7 separate regions of the Mus musculus genome follow, and all the other regions are linked to region 3. A link is a contact called in public ChIA-PET and promoter capture Hi-C data. All regions are on one chromosome and are shown on one strand. Each heading gives the region's core, a stretch centred on a gene start, on an enhancer-like site or on the middle of the called end of the contact. The rest is flanking DNA. Distances are from core to core; before and after follow the strand shown. Region 1 holds the start of Becn1 (beclin 1, autophagy related). Region 2 holds the start of Rundc1 (RUN domain containing 1). Region 3 holds the start of Klhl11 (kelch-like 11). Region 4 holds the start of Vps25 (vacuolar protein sorting 25). Region 5 holds the start of Vat1 (vesicle amine transport 1). Region 6 holds the start of Plekhh3 (pleckstrin homology domain containing, family H (with MyTH4 domain) member 3). Region 7 holds the start of Retreg3 (reticulophagy regulator family member 3).

Region 1 (3,649 bases), core at 802-3,301, 830 kb after region 3:
AACAAAACATCACCAACAAAGACACAGCTAATATTCATTCAATGACAATCTATTCAGCCGTTTTTTTTAAAAGCATGAACTCCTGTCATTAAGACTGAAGGACATACATTAAATGAGATTATCCAGGCCCAGTAAAGCAAGCACTGCCTGGTCTCACTCAGGTGTGGTGCATCTCATTTAAACTGAGAACAATATGATGGTTATACACAACAGACTGGTTAGACAGGAGAAAAGTTCTGCTCTACTGGACGGTGCTGACTATGGGTACCAATGGTGGACTGCACAGTCCCCAAAAGCCAGCAGGGACGATTAGAAATGTTTCAACCACAAGGAAACAAACAAACAAACAAAACGTTAGAAGAGACAAATGTGCCAACCCTGATTTGAACATCATTACATGTGTATTCAAACATCAAGTGGCACCCCCTAAATATATCAGGTTTTAAAATGTATGAACACTAGTTTAGAAACATGTAAAGCCGGGCATGGTAGCACACAGACCTCCTTTATTCCAACACTTGGGAGATGAAAGCTTTCAACACACAACATTAACCTTTAAAAATGAAAAATAAGCCAGGTGTGGTGGCGCACACCTTTAAGCCCCAGGACTCTGAAGGCAGAGGCAGGACAATCTAGCCAGGCAAGGGCTAGAGTGAAACTCTGTCTATACCAACAGCAAGAACAATGAAAATAATTTTTTTTTAAGGAGAAGAAAAATAAAGAGCTGGGCAGATCACTCAATAGCTTAGAGCACCTGTTGCTCCTGTAAAGGACCTAGGTTCGAGTCCTAGCCCTCACACGGTGGCTCACAACCACCTGTTAACTCCAGTTCAGGGATCTGACGCCCTCTTCTGGCCTCTCCCGGCATCAGGCATTCTCGTCATGGACAGATGTACATGTAAGCAAACCACCTATACACATAACTAATACTAATTATGAATAAAAATGAATCAAGGTCTAGGGAGCTATATACAACAAAGCCAAGGTTTCCATGCTAATGCCAGGCCCATGAACGTGTTTAAACTCGCTAATCACCTCTCTCACTCTCTTCTTCAGGCTTCAAGGCTCTCCTACACTTCACTGGACCTCAGGTAAGTATGCTCACTGATGGCTCTAACCTCAACTCGTCACCTGTAAGAGGATGCACCATGGCACTTCTCCTGTCCTTTTTATTTTTGGAAACAGGGTCTCATTCAATAGCGCAGGCTGGCCTGGAACTTGAGGCAGCTCCGGCGTCAGCCTCCTGAGTTGCTGCAGTTATAGATGTGAGCCACCAAGCCTGGTTTCCACGGGGACTGTTACAGGACACCTGATTGATACACTGGTAAATCTTCAAGAAATTCTGTTATATGTGAATACTCCTTCACTCTGGAGACACTGTCAGAGGTCTATTCCTGACGAGAAAACCGAAAGCCAGAGACCGCCACCTCAATGTCCCTAAAGTTGCCCACTTCCCTCCTTCTTGACCACCCCTTTCCTCGGATCCTGCTGACCTGTGAGTTCCTGGATGGTGACCCGGTCCAGGATCTTGAAGCTCGTGTCCAGTTTCAGAGGCTGGCTACAGCGCTGGCACACGAAGCTCACCTGCATGGTGCTGCTGGACGCCTTAGACCCCTCCATGCCTGCGACAGCGGAGAAAAGACGACGTTAAGAAGAATCGGCTCCTTTGAACCTCGGGCCCGAGGCTACCCGCTGCCTTGGTGGTGGAGGTGAAGAGGAAAATCCCGGTCCGCGCCGTTCCCTCTGGGAGTGGGATGACACCAAGAGGACCCGCTTCCGGGGCAGAGCCCAGCTAAGGCAGTCTAGTCTCCCGAGCGGGGAAACGGGGCACCAGAGTGGCCGCCAGGGACTCTAGGCTTCTTCCTAAGGTCTCACTTCAGGCCCCGACGCTCCTCACCTCAGGAGCCCGGAGCCCGCCACCCAGGCTCGTTCTACCGCGGGGGCACGGTGGCCTCGGGTCCGCCCCGGAGCGAGACCTCCAGAGTTCCCATCGCCCGGTCTTCAGCTACTTCCCGGTCGGCTAGCTGAAGACTTCCGCCCAGGACCAGAAGTGACGTCACGACGGGAGCTGACGCAAGGACCCCTGCTCCAGATCCCTGTTTACCCGGCTCGGAGCGCCATCCAAAGGCCGAGCGGGGAAGTGCAGCAGTGCCGACAGGTGGGCCGAAGCTGCCCACACTCTTCTGATTTAGACGGTCCACTCAAGATTTGTTACTTCCAAGTGGAGCCACTTCTATATTCCTTAGGGATCAGGGTGTTGTTTGTTTGTTTGTTTGTTTGTTTGTTTGTTTGTTTGAGACAGGGTTTCTCTGTGTAGCCCTGGTTGACCTGGAACTCGCCCTGTAGACCAAGCTGGCATCCACTTCACAGAGATCCACTTGCCTCAGCCTCCTAAGGGCTGTGATTAAAAGCGTGCACCACCACCTTCCGGCATGTGTGAGCTTTTAAAGTGTATTTTTGGGAGAGTCAAATTGTCTAAACCCTTCTGAGGGAGTGCGTTTGGCAGGATGGTAAATTTTATTGTTATATGTATGTATGTATGTGTATGTGTGTATGTATGTATATATGTTTGTATATGTGTATATAATAAAATGCAAATACATTAAAGGTGATAGTTATATGTATGTATATATGTGTATGTGTGTATTATGTATGTATATAACAAAATGTAAATAAATAAAAAGGTGACAGTGGAGACTGGAGAGATGGCTCAGCAGTTAAAAGCACCAACCGCACTTCCAGATGACCTGGATTAAATCAAATCCATCCACCCACATGGCAGCTCATAACTGTCTGTAACTCCAAGAACTGACACCACTATCACCACTTTCACACAGTCATCCATGTATGCAAAACACCAATGCATTTGTGGTGTGTGTGTGTGTGTGTGTGTGTGTGTGTGTGTGTGAGAGAGAGAGAGAGAGAGAGAGCTGGCTCCTGTGAGTATGTGTGTATCTGGAATCATATCCAAGGCCTCTCATATACTAAGCAAGTACTCCACCAATGAACTGTATGTCCAGCCCTACTTTGTAAGTTTAACATATGTGGGCTGCCAAGATGGCTCAACCTGTAAAAGTGTGTGCACCAAACGTGAGAGAGACCCTAAGGTCAATTCCTAAGGATCGGAGTAGGAGGAGATGAAGTTGACCTCCAAAGGAATTCCAGGGTATGGACTGCCCTCCACCACCACTAAGGATAATAAAAATAATTGAATGTTTTCCATGTTGCTCCAGTTTTGTTAATTAACATTCTCATTGCTGCAATACATCACAGCAGAAACGCACAGATTACAGTGAATTTCTTTATTGATGGAAACTTCCATTGCTTCCAATTTGGGTGGATACAATAATATCACAATGAGGAATTGACTTTGTCCTAGAACAGAACCTTATCATTAAAAGTACTGTAGACTTTGGAATCTTCTCTTTATTAACATTGGCAGTTGTTTTCAAAACAACTCATATTATATTCTGCCTCTAGTAATCCATTAAAGGGCCTGTTTTATGATGCCTTGCCCAGTATTGGATAAGATATATTTGAGGAACAATAGCAGACAATGGCAGTTCTCCATTCTTTTTTTTTTTTTTTTTTTGGTTTTCAAGACAGGGTTTCTCTGTATAGCCCTGGCTGTCCTGGAACTCACTTTGTA
Region 2 (3,656 bases), core at 870-3,369, 950 kb after region 3:
GAGCAACCAGTGCTCTTAACAGTCATATGTCCAGAATAATTTTTAACTGTGAAAAAAAACCCTACTAAATAAATGTAAAATCAAGATTCAGTTAGCAGATGGCCAACTTTCAGCTTTTAGAGGAGTAGCTGCTATCAAAGGGTCTTAAGTGTGAGAAAGACAAAGTCAAGGTTATGTTTAACAGAGCCCACTGAAAGCGATGGAAAGAGTGGCTAAGAAATGAGACAGAAGGGCTGGAGAGATGGCTCAGCGGTTAAGAGCACTGGCTGCTCTTTTGAAGGTCCTGAGTTCAATTCCCCGTAACCACATGGTGGTTCACAACCATCTGTAATGAGATCAGATGCCCTCTTCTGGTGTTTATGAAGACAGCTACAGTGTACTCATATAAATAAAATAAATCTTTAAAACAAACAAACAAAAAAGAAATGAGACAGAAAATAGGCAACGATAATAATACCTGTAATGTCATACACATGCTTGCAATATCAATGTTCAGGAGGCTGAGGCAGAGGGATGGCAAGTTCAAGGCCAGCCTGAGCAACAACAAAAGAGCTTGACTCAAAAACAAAAGCGAACAGACAAAAACCTACTTCCCCCAACAAACCCTGGTGGTTGCTGTCTAGACTAGGAGGAAATATATAGATTTCAGAATAAATAGAATATCAAATACACACGACCCAGAGGACTCCCTAAAATAGTGACTGGAAAGAAGCCAAACACAGCTCCAGATATAACTCTGATGCTTGGGTGCACAGAGAGAATGCTCAGATGAAGGGAGAGCACAGGAGTAGACCACTCCTGCACACACACTCACCTTTATATCCTCCTTTGTGAGCCTAGGCCAGGCCACCTTCTCCTTCCATTTCCTCACAAAGCAAGTAATGGAGCGACCAGAACGCTTATCCTGGGAGTCCTGTCAGACAGATAGCCTTATTTTTAGGATAAACTTCCAGTCTCCTTGCTTGGCCAGCCTTTCTTGTTCAGATATGACTATCCTTACCCTGCCCTCACCTTGGAGTTCACCTTGGCATAGAATTCAATCTCGTTATACAGCTCCACTCCATCACCATTCCTGCAGCTAAAGTTACAGTAAAGAGACATAGGAAGTGACAGGATAAGTTCTTGAGACACCAGGAGGATAGGAACGGTTCTTGAGACCCCAGGCCAGTCCACAGGGGAAGACTACTACCTGAACACGACGCGGTGGTCCTCAATGAGCACACTGACGTCGGTGCTGTCCTCAACGCAAAACTCCATGAAAACATATTTGGGTCTGTCGTACCACAGAGTCCGGGCAGGCTGCCTGAAGAGGTTGGAGGTGGGGCTTGGTAGGGGTGGGCAAGACTGAAGGCAATATGGAAAGGTGGAGGGAGGAGACAGTAGAGTCGTACGTGGTGCCACTGAACCAGACAGAGGGGAGTAGTGGGAGTGGGCAGAGGTGGCGAGAATAAACCCAGAGAGCCAAGGGAAGTAAGGAGTTAGAAAATACGTTCAGATCTCACCACCCCCTCTCACCCACAGTCACAGAGACGTGGAGTCTGGGGTGCTGGTGGGCAGACTCAGCGGCTTCTACAAATGTGGGAGAGGAAATCTGCAGGAAAACGGACAGGGGAATATGTAGGACCTGTATGATGGCGGCCTGAAACTCACCGTTCCATGGTGACTCCAGCTGCCCCGTGGCTTTTGGAGTCCCAAGAAAAGGCCTCTATCTTTAGATTCTAGGAGGCTCCTAGCAGCTGCCTCTCCTTATATGGTAGGAGGAAGGGTTGCGAGGGAGGGAAAGAAAGTTGGCTTGACAGCAAGAGTGATTTGGACTCCAGAAGGACACCGGGAGCGTTTTCTACATCTCGGGGTCTCCAGAAATAAACATATCAGAAATACAATATCTACTCTCTATCCAGGGAAAGGGCTACTCTAGCCCCTATATGCAGGAAGTTACTTGTTCTCGGTTTCATTCACTTGTTCCTCCAACTCAAAGTGTCTAATTCACAAAATGCATTAAAGTCCCGAGGGGGCGGGCCCTCCCGAGATTGGAGGAGTGCAAGACCCGCCCACCACTCGTCCAGGCTTCCCTGCCAGAGCCCGTTGCCATGGCAGCAAGGGGGCGCCACTGACGTGCGGGCGGCGTTTCCGGGAAGATGGCGACGGTGGAAGTGGCTACGGAGCTAGGAACTGTGGTGACCGCTGTCGGGCCTAAGGCGAAGGACGAGGAAGAAGAAGAAGAGGAGGAGGAGTCGCTGCCACCATGCGAGACTGTGCGCTGGGCTCCCGTGGGGGCAGTGGCCGAGGCCGGTCCTGGGGCGGCGACGTTCTCGGAGGCGGCGGCAGCCGAAGAGCCTGGAGCGGCTCCGGGCTCTCCATCCGACGCGACTGTCCGCACGCTGAGGCGGCTGGAAGCCGAGCGGCGGCAGCTGGATTCGGCCCTGCTCGCGCTGTCCTCGCACTTCGCGCAGGTGCAGTTCCGTCTGCGCCAGGTAGTGCGCGGGGCGCCGGCGGAGCAGCAGCGTCTCCTGCGCGAGCTCGAAGACTTTGCCTTCCGCGGCTGTCCTCACGTCCTGGGTTACGAGGGGCTGGCAGACCCTTGTGGCGGTGACGAAAGCGATGTGCTGCCGGGGGACCGGCCACGGGTGCGGGGTGAGGACCAGGTGAGTGTCTGCCGCTAGTTCCGGATGCGGATGAAGATGATGCAGGCGGGGAGTTTGTGGGTGGTGATGCTGACACGGACCGAGGTAGAAAGGGTGAGGAGCGACCGAGCTGGAAGTACTATAGGCACGTGTATGCAAGATAGAGAGAAGAGTCAGGAAGATGCAGAAAGACATATGGCGAGCCTTAAAGAGTATTGAAAAGGCAGTTGGTAATGGAAGCCGTGCTGCCTCTGTCGACTTTGAGGTACTTGAGTGTGTATTTGTGTCACTCTCTCTACCCTGAAGTATATACCCTGAGCACTTATTGATAGAATGAACATTGGGAACGGGAGAAGTGTTAAGTGAAAGGGAAGTGAATTGGAATCCATGGAAATTGAAATTAATGCCCCGTGCTTTTTTTGGCATATAGATAGGCTGTGATCTTTATGCTGTCTTATCTCAGTGACGGCTTTGGTGAACAGACACCATCCCTTGGCAGTGGAAAGAAACACACCTGACTATAAGGATGTCCTGACAGTGTTTTCAGACTGCTCTGCCATCCTGGTTAATAACGGGGTTCTCTGAACGGGGCCTTCTGACTGACCAGTGCGTTCTTCAGTACACCGAAGAAGCAAGGAAATTCTGTAAACCACAACGCGGGAAGATTCCTTACAAACTTTGAACGTCTGGAAGCTGGAAGTTTTGAGACAGGCCGCCTTTTCCGCTTCCTGTTGTGCAGATTGCAGTCCACATGTGGCTTTCTTCCCACTCAAAATGGTTTAGCCAAGAAAACTTATTGGTAGGAGATAGTGACTTATGCTGATCTGAAGTGTTTCCAGTTCCTTCCTTCTCATACCCATATACCCTTGCACAAGGAGCAGTCAACCACAAGTCAACAGACTTAAAAAGTGGCCAGGCCCTGTCCAGTATTGAATGCCATGGAAGGTCCTGGGCAGAGATGGTACTGTCTCTATTTTTTATTGTCACTTTCAGAAAAAATTGTCAAGGTAATGACATAAAAAAATTGTCCTC
Region 3 (4,095 bases), core at 672-3,171:
TTGTGACCCCTTTGGGGATCAAGCAACCCCTTCACAGGGGTCAAATATCAGATAGCCTGAATATCAGATATTCACAGAAGCAAAATTAGTTATGAACTAGGAAGGAAATAATGTTATGGTTGGGGTCACCACAACATGAGGAGCCGTATTGAAGGGTTGCAGTGTTAGGCAGGGTGAGCATCACTGCTCCAAGGGACCCATCCATCCTCCCCACCACTTGGATGCTTTTGCTCCTCTCATCCTGCCTCCTTCATGCAGCTATATAACCCACGCTGTTTTCTCCCTCTACCTGAAGCACACTACCTTGCCACCTATATGCCTTTGCTATGATTTCTGAACATTCTTTATGTGCCCAATTTAAAAATAGTTCCTCTCAGCCTGGTCTATAGATTGAGTTCCAGGACAACCAGCATTACATAGTGCGAACCTGTCTCAAAACAAAGAAATAAAAAAACAAAACCTCCTCTCCATTAGGGCCTATGACGCACAGTCCCACACCTCAGTCTGCCTCACAGCTGTAATAATTATTCAACATGCTATATATTCGCTGTTAAACATCAGAGAGTTTGATAAGGAAAAGGATTTTCATGTGTTTTGATCACTGCTGGATATACCCCCTCCCCCAGCACTGTAACGAGGTCAGTGTCTAGCGCTCCAGAGGTATGTGTTAAAGGATTTGTAACAGTACCAGCATCTCCACCTGCCTCCGAACCAACCTCTGTGGCGTCCTTTCTGGCTCCCCACAATCCATTTTCCACAATCCACTTTTCACTTTTGAAATATTTAAATATTTCGTATTTAAATATTAAAATCAGATAATCTCTCTACCCAGTTTCCCATCCATCACACTCAATAAAATCCAAACATTCCTCACACACACCCTCTGGTCTTTAAACCCAGCATATCCGGAATCGCTGGATTTTCTTTTTAACGTCCTTTCTTCTCTAAGCCAGCCTGGACCCTGACTGAGGCCTTTGGGAAGCCTGTAATGTGCACCCATTCCCTTTTGTACGGCCAATTTCTCTTGCCACTGCGAAGCTGGTTTAAATGACATTTCCTCCGATCCGTAGCTAGCCCTTCACCGTTTTTTAAATGTCATCATCACAGGAGTCGAACACGACCCACCGTTTTTCATCGCCTTTGTCCCTACCACCTGAAATCTGCGCTCAGGGGTGCAATGCGCACAAGCTAGACTCTCAGGGGGCATCCTCAGTGCCAGGCGCGGTGGCTGTCCCGTCGCGGGCATAATGAGGGAGCTGGCACCACAGACACTGCCCCCCACCCCCCAACCCAGCCCTCGCTCGCCCACGGTCGTCTCACCTGTCGGCCAGCTCCAGCACCTCGTGCACGCTGCCGGTGCTCACTCGGATGCGGCCGGTGTACATGTACTCGATAACGGCTTCCACCGTGTCAGGTTCGGGTCCGGGCTCTGAGCTCCACTTGCGCATCTCCACCCGGCCCGAGCGCGATTCCGAAAACTGACCCGAGAGTAAGGGCGTGAAGTACTCGGTGGCAGCGGCCAGCACCGAGCGGTGGGCACGGAACTCGCGACCTCCGGCCCCGCCGAAGCACAGGGTGATGTCGCAGAACAGGCCTTGACGCCGCTGCTCGTTCTGCCGCCAGGACAACTCGGAGCAGTGAGTGCTGCACTCGAAGTCCTCGGCCTCTGGGCCCGGATCGCTCCCGCCCGTGTCGACGAGGGTAGAGATGCCGGCCCCGGTCACGAAGTCTACCGTGCCACTGCCTCGGACCTCAGCGGCCAGGCTCGCGGAACCGGCGACGGCAGTCTCCATGCTCTCCATCTCCAGCACTTGAAAAGATGCAGCCGCGGCCGCAGCGGCAGCTGCCGCCGCCACAGCCGCCGCCATCTTGACGCCGCCGTACCGGCCCCCTCAGCTTCCGAACGGTGCGGCAAGTCTGATGCGACACAGAGGCATTCTGGGATTAAATAGTGCGCGCGGGGCGGAGCCGCGCCTGCGCACTTCTGCCGTGCTTACGCCCTCTAGCGAGGCAAGCGCAGTTCTCGGAGCCAGAAAAAAACTCAGGTCTACCTTTTCTCGCCCCTCCATTATGGTGGCCCCCTGTGCTTGTTTTGTTGAATTTTCTTCTACTTTATGTTGCTTTGGAGTGTATCCTCGCCATCACACGCACACACATTTTTTGTTTGTTTGTTTGTTTTTTAACTTTGTAGACCATGATAGCCTGGAACTCACAGAGATCCACCTTACCCCTGCCTCTGCTGGCCTGTGCCAATCCCAGCACTTGGGAGGCAGAGGCAGGCTGATCTCCCTGAGTTCGAGGACCTAGTCTCAGAAAGGACAGCCAGGAATACACAGAGAAACCCCGTCTTAAAACACAAAACGATTGACTTTGGAGAGAAAGTAATTTTTAAATTTTATTCTTATCAAAGTGTCTGTGCACAGGTCCTACAGAGGACAGGTAGGTGTTAGATTCCCAGTAGCTGGAGTTAAAGGCGGTTAAAACCCCCCTGATAAGGGTGTTGGGAGCCAACAATCAAACTGATTCTCTGAGAGAGTACTCCTAACTGCTAAACTATCTTTCCAATCCAGGAGGGGGGCAGTATAAAGAAAAATAACTTCGTTAAAGTTATTTATTTTTGCAGGTGTCTCTCATGTAGCCCAAGGTGGCCACACACTTGCTGTGTAGTTAAGGATGACTTTGAACTCCTGATTCTTCTCCTGGATTTTGGGATTACTAAAATGTTCCTGAGCACACCCAATTTTGTTTTGTTTTGTTTGTTTGTTTTTTGTTTTGTTTTTTGAGACAGGGTTTCTCTGTGTAGCTATGGCTGTCCTGGAACTCACTTTGTAGACCAGGCTGGCCTCGAACTCAGAAATCCACCTGCCTCTGCCTCCCAAGTGCTGGGATTAAAGGCATGCGCCACCATTGCCCGGCGAGCACACCCAATTTAACATGAGCTATGTAAGAAACCAGGGCAAGCCTGGCGTGGTGGCGCACTTCTTTAATCCCAGCACTCGGGAGGCAGAGGCAGGCAGATTTCTGAGTTCGAGGCCAGCCTGGTCTACAGAGTGAGTTCCAGGACAGCCAGGGCTACACAGAGAAACCCTGTCTCGAAAAACAAAAACAAAAAAAAAGAAACCAGGGCAGTTTAGTCACCCCAGCACCAATAAGTAAATAGCCCTAAAAATTACATTTATTTATTTTTATGGTAGGGTATTCGTGTGGAGTACAAAGCACAATTTAATGAACATCACTACGTTAGAGGATAGAACTCGAACTTGAGTCATTAATTAGACTTGGTTGGTGTTAGGTGCAATTAGCCATATTTTTTGCCCATAAAACAGAATATTTGTTTGTTTGTCTGTTTGTTTATAGGCAGGGTTTCAGCTAGGTAGGGGTGACTGTCCTGGAACTCACTCTGTAGACCAGTCTGGCCTTGAACTCACAGAGTTCACCTGCCTCTGCCTCCCAAGTTCCACCGGGCTGAGAAAATTATTTTCAAAAGGTAGTAAAGCATAAGACTTTGAGTCTTAGGCTGGTAAAAGTAGCACACACCTGTAACTCCAGCCGTTGGGACGCTAAGGCAGAATCATTTGTGGGAAGACAACCTGAGCTGTCTCAAAAGAAGACCGAGTCTCAGCTAGGTGGGTGAAGGTGAGGAATTACTTATGTCTGATTTCCTAAAAATGGATGTTGCCGACCTTGGAAGAACACAGAATGAAATGGAGGATCTTTGAATTTCAGAACAGGCTAGTCTAGTGAGTTTTGGGACAGCCAGGGCTACATGGAGAAACCCTGTCTCAAAAAAAAAACAAGTTGGGCATGGTGGCCCACGCCTTTAATCCCAGCACTCAGGAGGTAGAGGCAGGCGGATTTCTGAGTTCGAGGCCAGCCTGGTCTACAAAGTGAGTTCCAGGACAGCCAGGGCTACACAGAGAAACCCTGTCTCGAAAAACCAAAAAACCAAAAAACAAACAAACAAATAAAAGCCTTTAACTCTTTTTACATTCTTTAGTATAGGTGTGTAGTATTGTCATTGCATGTGCCTTGCACACCTAATGTTAGAGAACTTTTCCTTCCACATCATATTTACATGGTCAGGCTTAGCAGCAA
Region 4 (4,183 bases), core at 1,523-4,022, 780 kb after region 3:
GTGTGGCCGAGATGATCACAGAAATGTGCCATTAGCCTTTCTGTAGCTTGAGGTAAATACTAGCCAGAAGCAACTTAAAGGAGCAAAGTTTTATTTATTTATTTATTTTTTTGCTTAATGTTCCAGAGCACAGCTACTGGGTTTCATTGTTTCTGGGGTCATAGTGGGGCAAGAACGTCATGGCAGGGAGCATGTGTCCAAACAGAAGCCTCATAGCAACTGAAAAGCATAACCTGGCAGAGGCTATGGACAAGGCTAGGGACAGGGGCAGGCCCCTGGTAACCTATTACTTCCCACCAGTCTCTAACTCCCCATAGTCCACTAGGCTCTGGATTCGTTAATGAATTACCTCTTGATAAAGTTAGATTCCTCAGAATCTGAGCACCCAAACCCTAGCAAACATAGCTGGGGCCCAAGCCTTCAACATATAAACTTTCAGAGAGACATTGCCATGTCCTGGAGTCAGAAGAGTGTGACTGCAGAGTTGGTCCAGGGCAAGGCCTTAGGTGGAAAGTATTCCCCTGGAGCAGACATTGAATGAGTGTGGATTAGGAAGTCATTGTAGACCCCAGGAGTAAAGCCCGGCTTTGTGGCTCACACTTTTGACCCTAACACTCAGGGGCAGAGGTAGGTGGATCTCTGAGTTTGAGGCCACCCTGATCTGTGTAGCCAGGTTGACATAGTGAGATCCTGTCTCAAACAACATCGACAAAGGTATCCAGGAGTGAGAAAATCAAGACTTAGCCAAACTGATGAGCGGGGAGGCAAACCTAATTATAAGTAGGAGTTATGATTAAAATCAATGAAGGGAATCTATAGGACCATCCGTCATGAGGGGGTAAAGGAGAGAGAGGTGTTAGAGATAAGTCAGACTTTGACCTTCAGAACTGACCTAAGGGGGGAAAATGTAGGGGGCTGAAAAGATAGCTCATAGATTAAGATCAGTCACTGCTCTTACAAAGGACCAAAGTTCTATTCCATTTAAATAGCCATGTCAGGCAACTCACAATCACCTGTAATTCCAGCTCCAGGGAATCCTCTTCTTGTCTCCAGGAGCACTTGCATAAATGCATATATACATATAAATAAAAAGAAATTAATACCTTCTTTAAAAAGAAAGAAGGTGGGTCTAGAGAGATGGCTTAGCAGTTAAGAGCACTGAGTGCTCTTCCAGAGGTCCTGAGTTTAATTCCCAGCAACCACATGGTGGCTCAAAACCATCTGTAATGGGATCTGATGCCCTCTTCTGGTGTGTCTGAAGACAACTACAGTGTACTCACATATCTAAAATAGATATATCTTTAAAAAAAACAGACCATGGACACAGCACACACATGTAATCTCAGTTCTCAGAAGGTTGAGGCAGTGGGATTAAAGGCTGAGCTCTGGGATAAAGGTGTGCTCAGCTAACATTTTTTTTTTCTTTTAAGATTTATTTGTTTATGTATGTATATGAGTACACTGTAGCTGTCTTCAGACACACCAGAAGAGGGCGTCAGATCTCATTACGAGTGATTGTGAGCCACCATGTGGCTGCTGGGATTTGAACTCAGGACCTTCAGAAGAGCAGTCAGTGCTCTTTACCTGCTGAGCCATCTCACCAGCCCTAACATTACTTTTAAATAGAAATAAAGTGAGCTACACAGAAAGGGAGGGAGGCATGATGATAGTGATATCCGGAAAGAAATTGAAAAATTGAGGCAACACGTTACTTGTAAAGGAAGAATGGCAGTTTTGAGTTCAAAAGGCAAAGGAAGAAAAAATGGGGAGGAGCTTTGGAGCTATGAATTAAACATTGTGACAGAGAGAGATTAAGGGATTCTCACAATAATTCTTCAGGGAACAGAAAGATAGACACAGGCGGACTATTTTGAATGAGGATAACAGGGAATCAATGAAAACAGCCCAGCTTCTTCTCGCTCTTTAAAGGTGAGCATCTCCTAGCAGCCCAAGGTCAGCCTTCTTTTCAATACACCTTTTGTTTAGTGCTCTTATCCCTTAAATGGGTTCATATTGCATGTCAGGTCAGAAGACTCCCAAACTTGTATTTCTAGATCCAACAAGGCTCCCCTGAGAGTCCAGTAGTGAGATTAGTCAGCGAGCCCGGGACTCAGTAAACATGTTCTGGTTGGTCTTCAGCAATTTTCCACAGCTCAGCAGTGGAAGTACTGTTGGGAGAATGGAAACAGTAATTCTGGTTTGGGAACTGACCCGTAGTTTAGGCAGGCAAAGGGACAGATCTGACTAGTGTAGGCTGGGTATGAGTCAGATGAAGCCAAAGGGATTCCAAGTCTGGGGTCTAGAAAGGAAGAGGTTAAGAGCTAAACGTTAGTTTTGATTCTTTGAAAAAAGCAATAAGTTTTGATTCTTTGAAAATCGCGTATAGCGATGCAAACCACACAATATGCTCCCATGATCCTACAGGAAATTTAAGAGTGAAGTCAACCTGGGTGGGAATGCAGGAAATTTCGGCATCATGAGTTTAAATTGGCAACCGACACGAAGGTGAAGCCTCCAGATGTGGATTCTAACTTGCGTTCGGCTGACCTCGCAATTTGCAGAGGGAAACTACGTGTCGTCGTCCCCCCCCCCCCCCCCCGCCCCCGTTTCCCTCTGTTTAAGCGACAAGACCCAGAACTCCTGCGCTTCATGTTGAAGTTTTTCTTTAGACAGCAGCAGATTGGTGACAAGAACCGTTCCCATCCCACTGCGGCGCCTCCCGAGAGGAGTCCGGAACCTTTCTGCTGTGCTGTCAGCCCGGACATGCTGAGGCGGAGACCGGAAGCCCCTTGTCGGTTCCGGGTTTTCTGGGCTACTACGATGGCGATGAGTTTCGAGTGGCCGTGGCAGTACCGCTTCCCGCCCTTCTTTACGTGAGGCTCAGACCCTGAGAAGCCCAGTGTAGCTCCCTCCCGTCCCCGGGGCCCAGGGCTCAGCCCTGATGATTCACTTGGGGTTCCGGGGGAGACGGGAGCTGCCGGCCGCCTTCCTGTCCAGCCAGCCCGTCACTGTCTCCCCCTAACGTGCTGCTAGGCTGGTGCTGCTGCCGCCCTCTTCCACGCTTTAATTCCTCGTCCTGCTCCCTTCGCCCGGCAGGTTACAGCCGAACGTGGACACCCGGCAGAAGCAGCTGGCCGCCTGGTGCTCTCTGGTTCTGTCCTTCTGCCGCCTGCACAAACAGTCCAGCATGACGGTGATGGAAGCCCAGGAGAGCCCGCTTTTCAACAACGTCAAGCTACAGCGTATCCTCCCTCAGGCTCTTCCATAGCCCACCCCCAGCCCCCACACACACGCACTCCCACACTTTTCTACATGCCCAGACTGCATCTCCCCACCTCCCTTTACCCACAGTAGGCAGGCTTCTATTCAACCTGGACTTGGGAAACAGCAAAACTAAATGGCAGATAATCATTTTATATGCACTTTTGCAGGCAGTGCAAGCTCCCTTTACCCTAGTTAATGAGTGCTGGGGTCTTTAAGTCCCAAGCTTTACACACTGGACCCTTTAAAACTATTTGAATCTCCTCTCTGTGAGCCTCAAATCCCAAACCATCTTTAATAATTTTTTTGACTTGCCCCACCTCTCCCAGGAAGTGAGGGTCATTTATTTTTGCTCTCTGATTCATAGGTAAAATTTGTGGAGAAAAAGGCACAGAGAATGAAGTAAAGGGTAACACCCTTTATTTTCTAAAACTCTTGCCTTTTATTTGAGACCTGATCTCTATAGCCCAGCCCAGCCTTGGACTGGTGATTCTCCTGTGTCCATCCCATAAGAGCTGGTATTACAGGCCTGTAACACACTTTGCTAGTTCTTCCTTCTAACTGGAAGTTTCTTTTTACCTCCTTTTCCAGAATATTGAGGAAATGCAAACATATCTTCTTCAAAAATTGCATGTATGTATGGCAGGGAAAGGAGGGGGCTAGATCATTCTTTATCGTGGGCCGAACTCCGAAAATGTTTTATTTAACCTAATTTACATGTAGGCCATTCCCTTAACCTTAAGCCAGGGAAACTTCCTGTGGAGTCAATTCAGATTGTATTAGAAGAACTGAGAAAGAAAGGTGGGTTCAGTTCTCAGATACCTGTTGGTTTGTTTGTCTGTTTAAAGATATATTTATTTATTTCATGTATATGAGTACACCATTGCTCTCTTAAGACACACCAGAAGAGGGCATCAGATCT
Region 5 (3,806 bases), core at 985-3,484, 990 kb after region 3:
TTAGCCACTAGCTGGGCAGGAGGAGGGGGAATCAGGTCAGCAATGGGTCCTCCTGGCTCTCTGAAGACCACACAGAGAGAAGTGTGGGTGCTGTCCTAGACAATCAAGGCTCATCTTAGCTCCTTACAGGACATTTAGGATCCACAGGGTAGGAGAATGAGACCTCTACACAGGCCCCCTTTACATGTAATCAAGTCCCTGTATTGCATTGAAGAGGACAGCCTTTCTGTGAGTTCTGGCCTGGGCAAGGAACCTCAAAACTCAAGTCCAGAAGACACAGTAGCAAGCCAAGAGAGCTAGCTACAGAGCAATAAGCTAGCAGGACAGCCAGCCAGTCCCAGATGTAATCCGAACAAGTATCACTTAATCTGACTCATACCTAACCTTTAGCCCTCCCAACTCAGGGCCATGACCCCTCCCCAACTCAGCCACCAGGAGGGTGGGAAAGCCCTCCCCATAGAATCCAGGCTCTTACAGCAGATTCTTGCCTGAGGCAGGAAATCCTGTATTTACCAGGCGGAAAGTGTGGGGAGGAGTGGATAGGTGGGTGGCCTTCAGCAGTAACATGAACTATTAACTTCCCCTTCCAACCCCTACCCTCCAAAGTCCTTTTAGCACCATCCAAGAGTAGGATTATATCTAAGTCAGGGCAAGGGTGTGACCACAGCTGGATTCAGAAAGAACGACTTTAAGGAGGAGCTGTTTTGATGTTCAACAAATGCAGCAAACCCAGCAGGTTAGCAAAGGCTCAGACTGCTCTGGGGCAGCATCTCATGAAGGTGCTGGATTTGAAAAGAAACTCCTAAACACTTGATATAAAGAGGCCTCAATCGGGATCTCTCAGAAAGCTGGTCTTCTGTAAGTCTCATGTGGCCAAGGTTATGGCTGTGATTAATGATAAACGAGAAACAGACCGGCAAAGCTGGGCCAACCTGCTCAAGGTGCCACACCTCCCTACCCTAGTCCAAATGGGCTCCGCCTGGATTTCGGGGGCTGGGGTCCTCTGAAAGGGAGGAGGAGCAGCGGTTTGGGCCGGAAGTTCCCAAGGGTAACCCTGGGTCGTGGCCTGCTAGCTGAGTCACTGAAGAAGGGATGGAGTTGCAGTCACGAGAAAGCAAGCCCAAGACAAAGATGGGAGACTGATTCCCGCCTCCCCCACGTCAAATACCCGAGTAGTAGCGTAAGGCCCGTGGCGGTGGGGGAAGCCAGCCTCTCTGGGCTCCATGATGGGTGTGTCCCCTTTGGCCCAGCTCGGGGAGGGGCCGTCATACACCCCCATACACCACGGGGCTGCATGTGACTAGCGCTCTGGCACGGCCTCTGAGCCTCCGCCTAACCCCATCTACATAGCTTCTCAAAGCTCCCTCGGGAGGGAAGGGGGAGTTAGCCACCACTCAGAGTCACAAACCACAACTGCCCCGGGAGTGTTTAGTGGGCAGGGGTACAGGTGTGGTTTTACTTGGGGAAGGGGGTGGGAGGGGGGCGAGCAGGTCATCCTGCGCATGCGCCTGGGCGCCTTATTGTTTTCCCCCCAACTCCGCTTGGGGCGGCGGCCACTACTAAAAAATGCTTTGGGAAGGGGCAATAACACTGTTGCCAGTTCCCAGTAAATCCTTTTCCCAGACGCCTGGAGACATAAATTGCTTTCCATGTGTTCCATGTTTAGTCCACCCGCGTCCTTGCTGGCTTCCCGGCCCGGCCACACCCCCGGCACGCGCCCACTCCTGCCCTGCTACCGCTCACCTTACGGTCGCCGACGCCTTCGCCCACTGCCACTACCACGCCCGCGCCCTCCATGCCGGGGGTGACCGGCAGAGGCGGTAGTCGGTCGTACAGCCCTTGGCGGCCCATGAGGTCGGCGAAGTTGAGCCCACAGGCTCGCACGCGCAGCGTCAATTGACCCGGACCCGGGGCCGGGGGCACCGCCGGCCGGCTCTGCAGCTTCACCTTATCGTAGCCACCGAAGCCGGTGAGTACCAGGCAGCGCAGTGGCGGTGCCGAAGCGGATGCTGACGCTTCGGGGGCCGGGGGTGGCTGCGGGTCGCTTGCCACCTCGACTGTCGGGGGCTGCGAAGGCGCACCCTCCCCGGCTCCGGTCCCGGTCTCCGCCCCGGCCTCGGTCGCCGCTGCCACAGTGGCCGCCTCAGCTGCTTCCCTCTCCGCGGACATGGCTAGACTCGCGACGTGCGTTCCCAGCTGTACAGAACCGGTGCACAGCTGGGAAGGGCGGGACACGCGTCAGGAAGAGCGCAGGCTGCGGACACCAGTGGGTGGGGCGGGGCCTTGCTCGGGGGGTGGGGCTTCGCGGGCGGACTTAAAGGGCTAGTCCCTCTGCTGACCGAGCTGCGAGGGCGCGAAAAGACTAGCGGTGCAGGTGGAGGGTGGTGGTGTACGTGCGTGTGACTGATAAGCATGAGGAGATTCTGGGGCATGCCGAGTCTAAGACTTGATTTATTCGTAGAAAGCCTTATACGAATTAAAAGTTGTCGTGACACAGTCTGAAGGATAATTTAAAATCTGAATTTATAATCTAGCCACCTGTGGATCAGACTCCGGTGAAATTGTGCCTCAGGTTGAACTCTACCGTTTACTAATAAGCAGACTTTATTCACTATGTTCTTTTGTTTGCTTGTTTTTTGAGACAGGGTTTCTCTGTGTAGCCCTGGCTGTCCTGGAACTCACTTTGTAGACCAGGCTGGCCTCGAACTCAGAAATCCGCCTGCCTCTGCCTCCCAAGTGCTGGGATAAAAGGTGTGCTCCACCACGCCCGGCTTACTCACTATGTTCTTGCAGTGGCAAACTACAAGCATGAGAACCTCTAAGACAGGGTCTCACCATGTAGCCAGGTCTGGCCTGGAGCCTAGAAGGTGCCATGAATACAAGGCTGGCTCTGCCTCCGGAGTTCTGTGGTTAAAATGACATGTGCCACCACCTCCCTTTTCTTTCACACTCTCTTTTCCTTTTGTTGGAATTGAGGATAGAACCCAGAGCCTCATGAATGTAGCTCTACTCCCGAGTTACATCTCTAACTTAAACTTAACAGTTTTGGGTGTTAATGCTGTGTGTCTGTTTACTTTTTGTAAAACAGCGATGAGATTGTGTGCTTTAGTTACCTTTACACGGTTATTCAAAACGAGATAACATTAAAATGAACATCTTCGACTTAAAGAAGAGTTTTGTTTGTTTTGAGACAGGATTTCTCTATTTAGACCTGGTTGACCTGGAACTCATTATATAGACTAGAGTGGCCTCAAACTCAGGGAGATCTGCCTGCTTCTGCCTCATGAGTGCTAAGACTGAAGGCGTGCAGCACCATGCCCGGCTAAAGAAGGATTTTTTTCACTTATGTATGCATGTATGTATGTATGTGTATTTATTTGTTCATTCATTCATTCATTCATTCACTTTACATCCCGATCACAGCCCTCCAAGCCCCTTTCTCCATCCTCTTCTAGGCAAAAGATGTCATGCAAATGGCGGTTTGCTTATTGCTAGTCTGAGATGAGGCTGAAATTGGCTTTGGGGCTTAGCTCTGGCCCAGCTTAGCTGTCAAAGGATTCTAGCTTCCTTAGCCTTCCCTTTGCTCTTTCTACCAAAACATCCACCAGAGGACGCAAAAGCTCCCCTAAAACTTTCCACTCAGTACTTGGCTAGAGGAACTTAGTCCATGCTTCTAGGTTGGTCACAGGCCTAGATCCCGCCACCCGTCGTTATGGAGATAGAAAGCTATGATGTCACTAATGTAGGGTGGGAGTGCTAAGGTCCGTACTTCCATTTCCCTAAGCTCTGTCTGGACCCGAGAGTGG
Region 6 (3,779 bases), core at 640-3,139, 700 kb after region 3:
AGCTAGCTAGACAGGAACTGTGCCATGGTCCCATTGCGCCCAGGCTGCTAAAGCCAGGAGGAGGGTTGGGGGAGGAGGACCAGGGACACCTGTCCCTGAGCTCCTAGGAGGGGGTGGAGGTGGGGCACGAGGGAGGCCATGGCCTATCTGACAGGGATCCTATCCATGCGGGAAACTTGGGGACTCCCAGGTCCCACTCTTTCCCTGGGAGCCTACCCGTTTCTTTTCTGGAGGTTCTGAGTGGGGCTATCCACCCCTCTACCAGAGGGCAGGTACTGATCCCACCCCACCCCACCCCCCACAACTCCCCTAATCTCAGTCCCTTGCTTCCCTCCTCCTCCCCTCTATATTTATCTGCCCTCTGCCTCGCCAGGTGCTGGCGCCTGCACTGGCTGCGGTGCCGCCCGCCCCACCCAGGAATGGAGCCACCGGACTTGCTGGGGACCCCTGAGCGGGGTTGGGGGGAAATGGGAGCTGGACCCAGGCCACAGCACACAGAAGCCTGGTTGCCTCTGGTGGGTAAGGACGTGAGAGAGGTCTCCTCGAAAGATGGAGGTCTTACACACCAACTGTGCCTGAGTGTCTCTCTCCCAAAGGAGATTTGATTAAAAAAAATTTTCAGCCACCAAGTCACCCTCACCCATTCCCTCTGGTTTCCCAGGAACCTCACCAGAGAAGGCAGAGAGTTCTGTCTTAAGTGGCGGAATAATGAGAAGTCCTCAAAGGGCCATCGTCCCGAGCCTTTTCTTTGTGGGGTCCCTGATGCAGACCCCAATTCTAGGATGTCTTTTTGCCCTCGCCCAGGATACTGCGGTGGGAGCTCCCGCATCTGGCCCCAGTGCTCTTGAACTGAGAGCAGAGCGAACCCAGGCGTTCCAGCCGCCCAGCCGGCCTCGCCACATTCCTTGGCTCTGGCGGAGGCGGAAGGAGACGGGATGGGACGCGGGCCCGGCAGGGAAGGGAGAGGCAGGGCCAGGTTGGGCCACGCGTGACGCCTCCTCTGCCTCAGGGCCCCCAGCAGGTGGACAGCGCCTTGTGTGCAGCGCGAAGCCCACAGGCGCATCCCTAGTAGGGCTACTTGCCCCTGGAGCTCCCGGGGCTCTGGCCCTCAGACAAGAATCTCCCCCACATTTGCAGTTGGCCAAGAGGACTGCGTTTGGCCCAAGTATGGAGCAGGCTCAGGCGTGACGGCCGGTTGTAGTGAGAAAGATTGAACTCGGTTCTAAATCCCTGTAGACTTACCCTCCCGCCGCCCGCTGGACTCGGGGTCCTTAGCTCAAAGGTCTCGTCGTCCTCGTCTTCGTCCCCGTCCCCGCTAAGCTCGCCGTCCCCGTAGTCCCGGTGCAGAAGAGTGAAGCCTCGACGGCAGCAGAGAAGCCACCACAATCCCCCGGGGAGAGGCATCCGGGCGAGCAGCCTGGGAATGGGGGCGCAGGCAGTGTTGCCTGAGCAGCAGGGAATCTGAGAAACTGGAGGTACTCCGACCCGAACTGGGTAGAGAAGAGGTGTGACGAGAGGAAAGAAGGGGGCCGGAAGGAGGCAGTGTCCAGCGCTGAGGTGCAAAAGGACTATCACCAGAGCCCGCTGGGGGCTCGCTGTCTGGGCCCGGGCAGAGGAGGGGGGAGATAGCGTCCAGGGCCGGGGGAAGGGAGCCGGGAGCAATGTCCGGAGCTGGGAAGTAGTGTTCGTTGTAGTGTCCAGCTCTGTAGGAGCAGTGTCTGGTGCAGCAATCGTGGTGGGCGGTTGTCCAAGCTCCAAGGAGGGTGGTGTCCGGTAGGGCGTCCGGTGGCCGGGGCCCGGGCGGCGCGCGCTGCGCTCCCTGCAGCCCCGGGACTGGCGCGTTGGGGGCGCGGGCAGAGTTCCCAGACCCCGCCTCCCTCTCTGCCCCCCCTCCTTCCCTCCGCCTTCCCTGTTCTTTTTCTCCTCCCTTCTTCACAGGGTAGGGTCTACGTTGCGTCACAGCCTCCTCTGCCCAATCATTGTTCCTGGCGCCGGTCAGGGAGACCAATCCCAAGCTTGAAACCGCGGCGGGTTGCATCATGTGTCTCTGGCTGAGTGACAGTAGGGAGGGGCGGGGGGGGGGGGGACTGGGGAGGGAGCTTCTGAGGTCGGACACGGGGTGTCTGTGGCGTCACGTAGGACCGCCTTCGTGCTCTTGTTTTAACTCTTGGCTCACCAAGCAGCAAATTAAAAAACCCTTTTCGAAGGTCTGGAAAAGGAAGGGCATAAAGCTGGAAGGAAGCTAGGCTATTGACCTGTGATTACCTGTCACATCTTGGAATCCCTACAAAGAGCCTTACTACCTTCAAGGCATTCCACACCTGCGTGTGAGAGAGTTAGCTAGCTGCAAAGGCAGCTCCATCCTTGGAGTTAAAAGGGTCCAGATTTAGATCTTAGCCACCTCCACTTTTGAGATGAAAAAGCTGAGAAAGGAACTCCTGGAAGCCTCAGACAAAGATCTGAAATAAAAGTGAATTTACAGGGCATTGAACTGGAATGGGGAGAGTGGTTTGGCATGCTCGGGGATTCTGTGGTTTAAGAAAATCAATAGATCAGAGGCCTCTCAGGGCGACTATGCTGCATTTCTGAACAAGAAGGGGTTAACAAGGGCGCTAAAGAATACAGGGCGGGGTTCGCGCTACAGCTTAGACAGTGGGAGCGCGCACATACTCGAGCGCGTTGCTGACTCAGCGGCGATTCCCGCGGTTACGGGCGGAGGGTTCCAGGTCCGCTCCGGTGGGTAGTGTGCGCCTCTTGGAGGATCTGCGCAGTTTTCGAGCTTCTCCTCGTTTCTGACTCCAAGAGGCCAAATTTTTAAGTCTTTTACACCGCCAGAGGCTCTAGGACACACGACTAGCCGGGCTGGGCTAGGCTAGGCTGGACGAAGTGCAGACTTCAGGCCAACGCCTCCCTAGGGACGCCACGCCCTTTTTGCCCCTAGACTCCAGGCTGGAGCGGTGGTCTGACTTTGCTGACCGAATTCTAAACTGGGAAGAACTGTCTCATTGGAGCACAATCCTGGCAGTTGTGCAAAGCAAGGACCAGAAATCAATGCACCATCTCTAGAAGCCATCCTTATGGTACTTCCAGATTGAAGTGGTGTATGCTGAGATTTCTGAGGGCCAGACCACAACTATAACCTCCCTTCCTCTTCAAGATCCTAGACACTTGCCTGCTGGAGAGTTCTGTCTGATATCTAACCTCCCCTTTCCTGGCAAGCTATGCTCATTTCCTTTGGCTTGATCCCCGAGGGGAAATAATCAGAGTGGGCAAGCGCCCCACACTCTGAGCTCAGGCCCAGTAACACCTCTCGGAAAATTTGCAAATTGCAATCCCCCTCATTCATATATATATATATATATATATATATATATATATATATATATATCCTAGGTAGAAAAGTCCACCTTGACATTTTTCTATTTCTTCTTAGGCAGGATATTGTTATTATTATTGATCTTCCTGTCTCAACCTCTGGAGTGGCTGGGGCTACAGGTATCCAGTCCACACACCATCAGACTCAACTTTTTAATTAGCGTTTTTCTTTGCACAGCAGGACTTTAGAAGGGATCCAAAAACCTACCCCAAACTAGAATCTCTTGCCTCCAGCCTCTACCAGACCCACGCACGTACAGCTGGGGACAGCATCACCCCATACATTTCACACGCTGGGATCTAGGTACTTGCTAAAGCAGCCACTACTGGATAGCGATAGGGTTATTAGAAAGCCCTTTCTTACACTGACTCCCGAGGAGAAACCCCGCCCCTCCTCACCTGGC
Region 7 (3,676 bases), core at 33-2,532, 650 kb after region 3:
CAGCTCCAGGGGGATCTGATGCTTCTAGCCTCTACAAGTACCCACAACTCCTCACGACCACCCCATCTCAGGACCACACCCCTATACACATACACACACACAGGCTTATTCAAAGAGTCTCATCTCTTCTGGTTGTAGAAGCCTCAGTGATATGTCAGTTCCCTTGGAATTTGATCAGTACTATGGTTATTAATAAACCCAAACCATGGTTGGTAGACTCGATGAAGCCCAAACTCCTCCTAGGTGCTCTCATTTTTTCCAGAGAATGAAACACACACTTTAATATAAAGCCACTTGTCCAGTGAAAGAGAACTCAACGGCTCTCAGACAGCCTCAAACTCCTTGAACCACAGCTAAGGTCTAATTTTTGGGGGGAAGCGTTGCAATCCTAAGTGGCTCTGAAACAGATGAAAGATCACCACTGTTTTTTAATTTTTTCCTTCTTAATACATCTACTTTTCTTTCAAGCTGAAACTCCACACAAACTTCACCAACTTGACTGGGTGAGACGGTATCTAACATGCTAATAATCCATGATAACCGGCTCAAGCTTGTTTTCCTCCTCACACCCAGGGATACCCTTCTGCCTCTCCTCCCATCATCGTTAAGTTAAAACCTCTCGGAACCACCACCCTGGGGCAAGCAAGAGAAACGGAGGAAATGGTCTCGAAGTGAAATCACTTTCTCTCGCTAACAAGAGGCACCCCGGCTTACTGCGAGCGACACGGGATGGTACCAGATTCTCTGGCGAGTCGTGGGGGCAAGTGGAGAAGACCAGGAAGGCCCTGCGAGCACCCGGGGTGCCAAAGCCTGGAGGCAGGCGGGATGCTGGGGAAAGTGAAGCATTATCAGGCAAGTATCAGAAGCAGCCAGGGCGACGAAAGAAGGCAGGACAGGGCAGGTGAGAGATCGACACCCCCCCCCCCAGAACAACCTGAGGAATTCCCGCCTAGTAGGGTCAGTGAGGGTCCGGGTGTCTCACCAGAACGCCGCGTTCAGCCCCAGGCACCACAGGGCGCTCCTGGCCGGCCGCTCCCACACCAGGGCTGCCTGCACCCGGCTCAGCAGAGGCTCGTAAGGGCCCAGCACCTCCACCAGGGTCCGCTGCGCCGCCTCAACCTGCTGGTCGCGCTCCCAGGAGCCGGACATAGCTCGGCGGCCCCTGAAAGCCAACCCCGAAGCTGGACCCGGGGCCGCGGCCACCCCTTCAGCCTCCTCCATCTCCCCTTCAGCAGCCACAACATCCGGGGCCACGGCCCGGGAGTCACAATAACACCGACTGCGCAGAAGCACGATTTGGCTGCGGCCGGGCGGAGAAGGGGCGGGGCGGGGCAAGTGCCGGAACGCCCACGCGCGCATGCGCAGACGCTCCGGTGCGCATTCATCAGACGGAAGAGAACACTGCGTCGAAATGCGTTCCCGGCGCTGAGCGCGATTCGGAGCCGCGCACGCGCAACTCGCACGACTGAAGCCCGATGAAGGAGGAAATTTCATCTGCAGAACCCAGCTCCCATTGGAGCGGAGAACGATTAGGGGTGGAGCGCATTGTCTGGCGCCTGCGTCTTGCCGGCGAGCGCGCTAGCGGTCGGCGGTGTTGCTGGCGGGAGAGACTGCAACGCCGATGTCTGAGGAGCGATGCCGAGAGAAATCATCACCCTACAGTTGGGCCAGTGCGGCAATCAGAGTGAGCGAACCTCCCAGACCCTCTGCCTCCCAGGTTCCTTAGGTGCAAGAGGCCCTCGCAATAAGGTCATAGCTTCGGTCTGTCTGCAGAATCCTAGTTCTCCCCCACAAAGGCGATTCCCAACCCTGTGCCCAACTGCCTAAAGCCAATGGACCTTCCCCTGTCCAGTCATTGGCCTAGACACTAGGGAGTCCCAAGGCTAATCTAGATCCCTAGACCCAGGCGTTCAAATCCCCCACTGGCTATTTGGAACCTACCCAGACTCACGTATCTTTTTTCTTCACCTTCCGCCTCCCTCTCTTAGTTGGGTTCGAGTTCTGGAAACAGCTATGTGCCGAGCATGGCATCAGTCCCGAGGGCATCGTAGAAGAGTTCGCCACGGAGGGCACTGACCGAAAGGACGTCTTTTTCTACCAGGTGCTCCCCCAAGTGACTTGACCAGGACCCTGGCGGGACTGGCAGCGCGATCTGGTGCTGGGAAACTCTGAGTGGATGGATGGGAACAGAGTGGCTATCTTGAGGGAGAGCCTGCAGGAGCCAGAGTTGGGAGGCTTCAGGACTTGACCCATCCTGGCTTCCCTCTGACAGGCAGATGATGAGCACTACATCCCCCGGGCTGTGCTGCTGGACCTGGAGCCCCGGGTGATCCATTCCATCCTAAACTCCTCCTATGCTAAGCTCTACAACCCAGAGAACATCTACCTGTCGGAGCATGGCGGAGGAGCTGGCAACAACTGGGCCAGCGGATTCTCCCAGGTCATTTGCTGTTCCCCTGAAGGGCTCTCAACTCTGTGGGTGGGCACAGGCCCTGTGGTTTTTCTACAGATGAAACTAGGTCAGAGATGTTCGAGTGCTGAGTAAGATAGCCATGGCTCCAGGAGCTAACTGGAACGCTAAGGACGCAGTCTAGCTAGTGCTTTGTTGCAGGCCATTTAAATACTTTCTGTGTTATCTTTGTAAACCTCTGACTAACCCTAGAAGTAAGTACCATGGGTTTATGATATTTTATCTACTTCTTCAGACTCAAAACAAAACTCTGAAATCAAAGATATTTCAAACTTCACTTAGCAAAACCAATGCGCAATGGAGAAGGAAGGCTATGTTGATGTATCTCGTTACCTTATTGTCAGCACTCAGGCCTCTCACTGTAGAAATGTCTGATAACACACCTCCAAGCTCCACGGCTGTATCAGTACTGTTTATTTGGCAGGTTCTAGGAATGTGCTAAACATCACATACTAGACAAACTTAGATTGCTGAGCTATGCATCACATCCACAGCCTTGACGTGATCTTTTTGTTAAATATGAATATTTATTTATTTTGAGAAAGTTTCTCTACTTAGCCTTGGCTGTCCTGGAACTCACTTTGTAGACCAGGCTGGCCTCAAACAGAGATCCACCTGCCTCTGCCTCCTAAATGGCGAGGTTAAAGGTGTGCTCCGCCATTGCCCAGCTAATATGCAATTTATGATTGTATGCCCAAAACTACCTTTCAGAACCTGAAGAATTTTGATTTCTAAAAATATCTGGTCCTGTGGATATTAAATGGCGAAGTGTGGACCTGTGTTTTACTTTTAGTGAGGAAACAGATAAATCTTCCTGAAGTCAGATGACTAGGTGGGCATGAGCTACAGTGGTAGAGATGGCTGGACATGTAGTTCAGTTGGGAGGATACTGGTCTAGTATGTTCGAAGCCCTGGCTTCAGTCCTTAACACTGCATAAAACTGGGCAGAGTGGTCCGTACTGGCAATAGACACAGGAGACGCAGAATGTCAAGGTTATCCTCAGCTAAGCAGAGAATTTGATGCTAGCCTTGGATACATGAAACCCTGTCTCAAAAAAATAAAATAAGTTGGGCAGTGATGGTACATGCCTTCAATCCCAGCATTTGGGAGGCAGAAGCAGAGGCAGGCAGATTTCTGAGTTTGAGGCCAGCCTGGTCTACAGAGTGAGTTCCAAGACAGCCAGCACTATACAGAGAAACTCTGTC

Evidence for each region. Promoter capture Hi-C pulls out the DNA fragments that hold promoters and counts their contacts. ChIA-PET counts read pairs in DNA pulled down with a chosen protein or histone mark. Capture Hi-C pulls out chosen DNA fragments and counts their contacts.
Region 1: an RNA polymerase II ChIA-PET map of memory CD8 T cells shows a contact between it and region 3, with 17 read pairs. The contact joins the promoter of Becn1 here to the promoter of Klhl11 in region 3. A contact is called at or near these places in 5 of 39 promoter capture datasets (the C10 cell line, liver, maxillary cranial neural crest and 1 more), 2 of 115 datasets of contacts at active chromatin or transcription factors (embryonic limb bud and memory CD8 T cells) and 2 of 9 other capture datasets (adipose tissue and liver).
Region 2: a promoter capture Hi-C map of cranial neural crest shows a contact between it and region 3. The contact joins the promoter of Rundc1 here to the promoter of Klhl11 in region 3. A contact is called at or near these places in 4 of 39 promoter capture datasets (cranial neural crest, frontonasal cranial neural crest, hematopoietic stem and progenitor cells and 1 more) and 2 of 9 other capture datasets (adipose tissue and liver).
Region 4: a contact with region 3 is called in an RNA polymerase II ChIA-PET map of memory CD8 T cells, with 11 read pairs. The contact joins the promoter of Vps25 here to the promoter of Klhl11 in region 3. A contact is called at or near these places in 7 of 39 promoter capture datasets (the C10 cell line, the HPC-7 cell line, HPC-7-derived erythroid cells and 4 more), 2 of 115 datasets of contacts at active chromatin or transcription factors (memory CD8 T cells and pancreatic cancer cells) and 1 of 9 other capture datasets (liver).
Region 5: a promoter capture Hi-C map of liver shows a contact between it and region 3, with 4 times the contacts expected there. The contact joins the promoter of Vat1 here to the promoter of Klhl11 in region 3. A contact is called at or near these places in 1 of 39 promoter capture datasets (liver), 1 of 115 datasets of contacts at active chromatin or transcription factors (bone marrow-derived macrophages) and 1 of 9 other capture datasets (liver).
Region 6: an RNA polymerase II ChIA-PET map of memory CD8 T cells shows a contact between it and region 3, with 12 read pairs. The contact joins the promoter of Plekhh3 here to the promoter of Klhl11 in region 3. A contact is called at or near these places in 5 of 39 promoter capture datasets (the C10 cell line, the HPC-7 cell line, cranial neural crest and 2 more), 1 of 484 Hi-C or Micro-C datasets (embryonic stem cells), 1 of 115 datasets of contacts at active chromatin or transcription factors (memory CD8 T cells) and 2 of 9 other capture datasets (adipose tissue and liver).
Region 7: a contact with region 3 is called in an RNA polymerase II ChIA-PET map of memory CD8 T cells, with 15 read pairs. The contact joins the promoter of Retreg3 here to the promoter of Klhl11 in region 3. A contact is called at or near these places in 3 of 39 promoter capture datasets (the HPC-7 cell line, hippocampal neurons and liver) and 2 of 115 datasets of contacts at active chromatin or transcription factors (memory CD8 T cells and pancreatic cancer cells).

The regions. Positions count from the first base shown.
Region 1 is chr11:101,300,235-101,303,883 of GRCm38.p6, forward strand. Becn1 (beclin 1, autophagy related) reads right to left here and starts at 2,052. Exons shown (of 12, transcript NM_019584.4): 1 at 1,898-2,052; 2 at 1,494-1,622. The coding sequence starts at 1,620.
Region 2 is chr11:101,422,966-101,426,621 of GRCm38.p6, forward strand. Rundc1 (RUN domain containing 1) reads left to right here and starts at 2,120. Exons shown (of 5, transcript NM_172566.4): 1 at 2,120-2,645. The coding sequence starts at 2,139. Ptges3l (prostaglandin E synthase 3 like) reads right to left here and starts at 2,363. Exons shown (of 7, transcript NM_001357574.1): 1 at 1,651-2,363; 2 at 1,190-1,303; 3 at 1,012-1,078; 4 at 815-913. The coding sequence starts at 1,658.
Region 3 is chr11:100,470,861-100,474,955 of GRCm38.p6, forward strand. It overlaps Klhl11 (kelch-like 11), which reads right to left and starts at 1,922. Exons shown (of 2, transcript NM_172565.2): 1 at 1,321-1,922. The coding sequence starts at 1,868.
Region 4 is chr11:101,250,935-101,255,117 of GRCm38.p6, forward strand. Vps25 (vacuolar protein sorting 25) reads left to right here and starts at 2,773. Exons shown (of 6, transcript NM_026776.5): 1 at 2,773-2,873; 2 at 3,097-3,242; 3 at 4,009-4,062. The coding sequence starts at 2,821.
Region 5 is chr11:101,463,965-101,467,770 of GRCm38.p6, forward strand. It overlaps Vat1 (vesicle amine transport 1), which reads right to left and starts at 2,235. Exons shown (of 6, transcript NM_012037.2): 1 at 1,744-2,235. The coding sequence starts at 2,169.
Region 6 is chr11:101,169,483-101,173,261 of GRCm38.p6, forward strand. It overlaps Plekhh3 (pleckstrin homology domain containing, family H (with MyTH4 domain) member 3), which reads right to left and starts at 1,890. Exons shown (of 13, transcript NM_001346769.1): 1 at 1,243-1,890. The coding sequence starts at 1,404. Ccr10 (chemokine (C-C motif) receptor 10) reads right to left here. Exons shown (of 2, transcript NM_007721.4): 2 at 3,516-3,779.
Region 7 is chr11:101,118,559-101,122,234 of GRCm38.p6, forward strand. It overlaps Retreg3 (reticulophagy regulator family member 3), which reads right to left and starts at 1,283. Exons shown (of 9, transcript NM_026501.3): 1 at 983-1,283. The coding sequence starts at 1,221. It overlaps Tubg1 (tubulin, gamma 1), which reads left to right and starts at 1,559. Exons shown (of 11, transcript NM_134024.3): 1 at 1,559-1,684; 2 at 1,989-2,101; 3 at 2,273-2,440. The coding sequence starts at 1,636.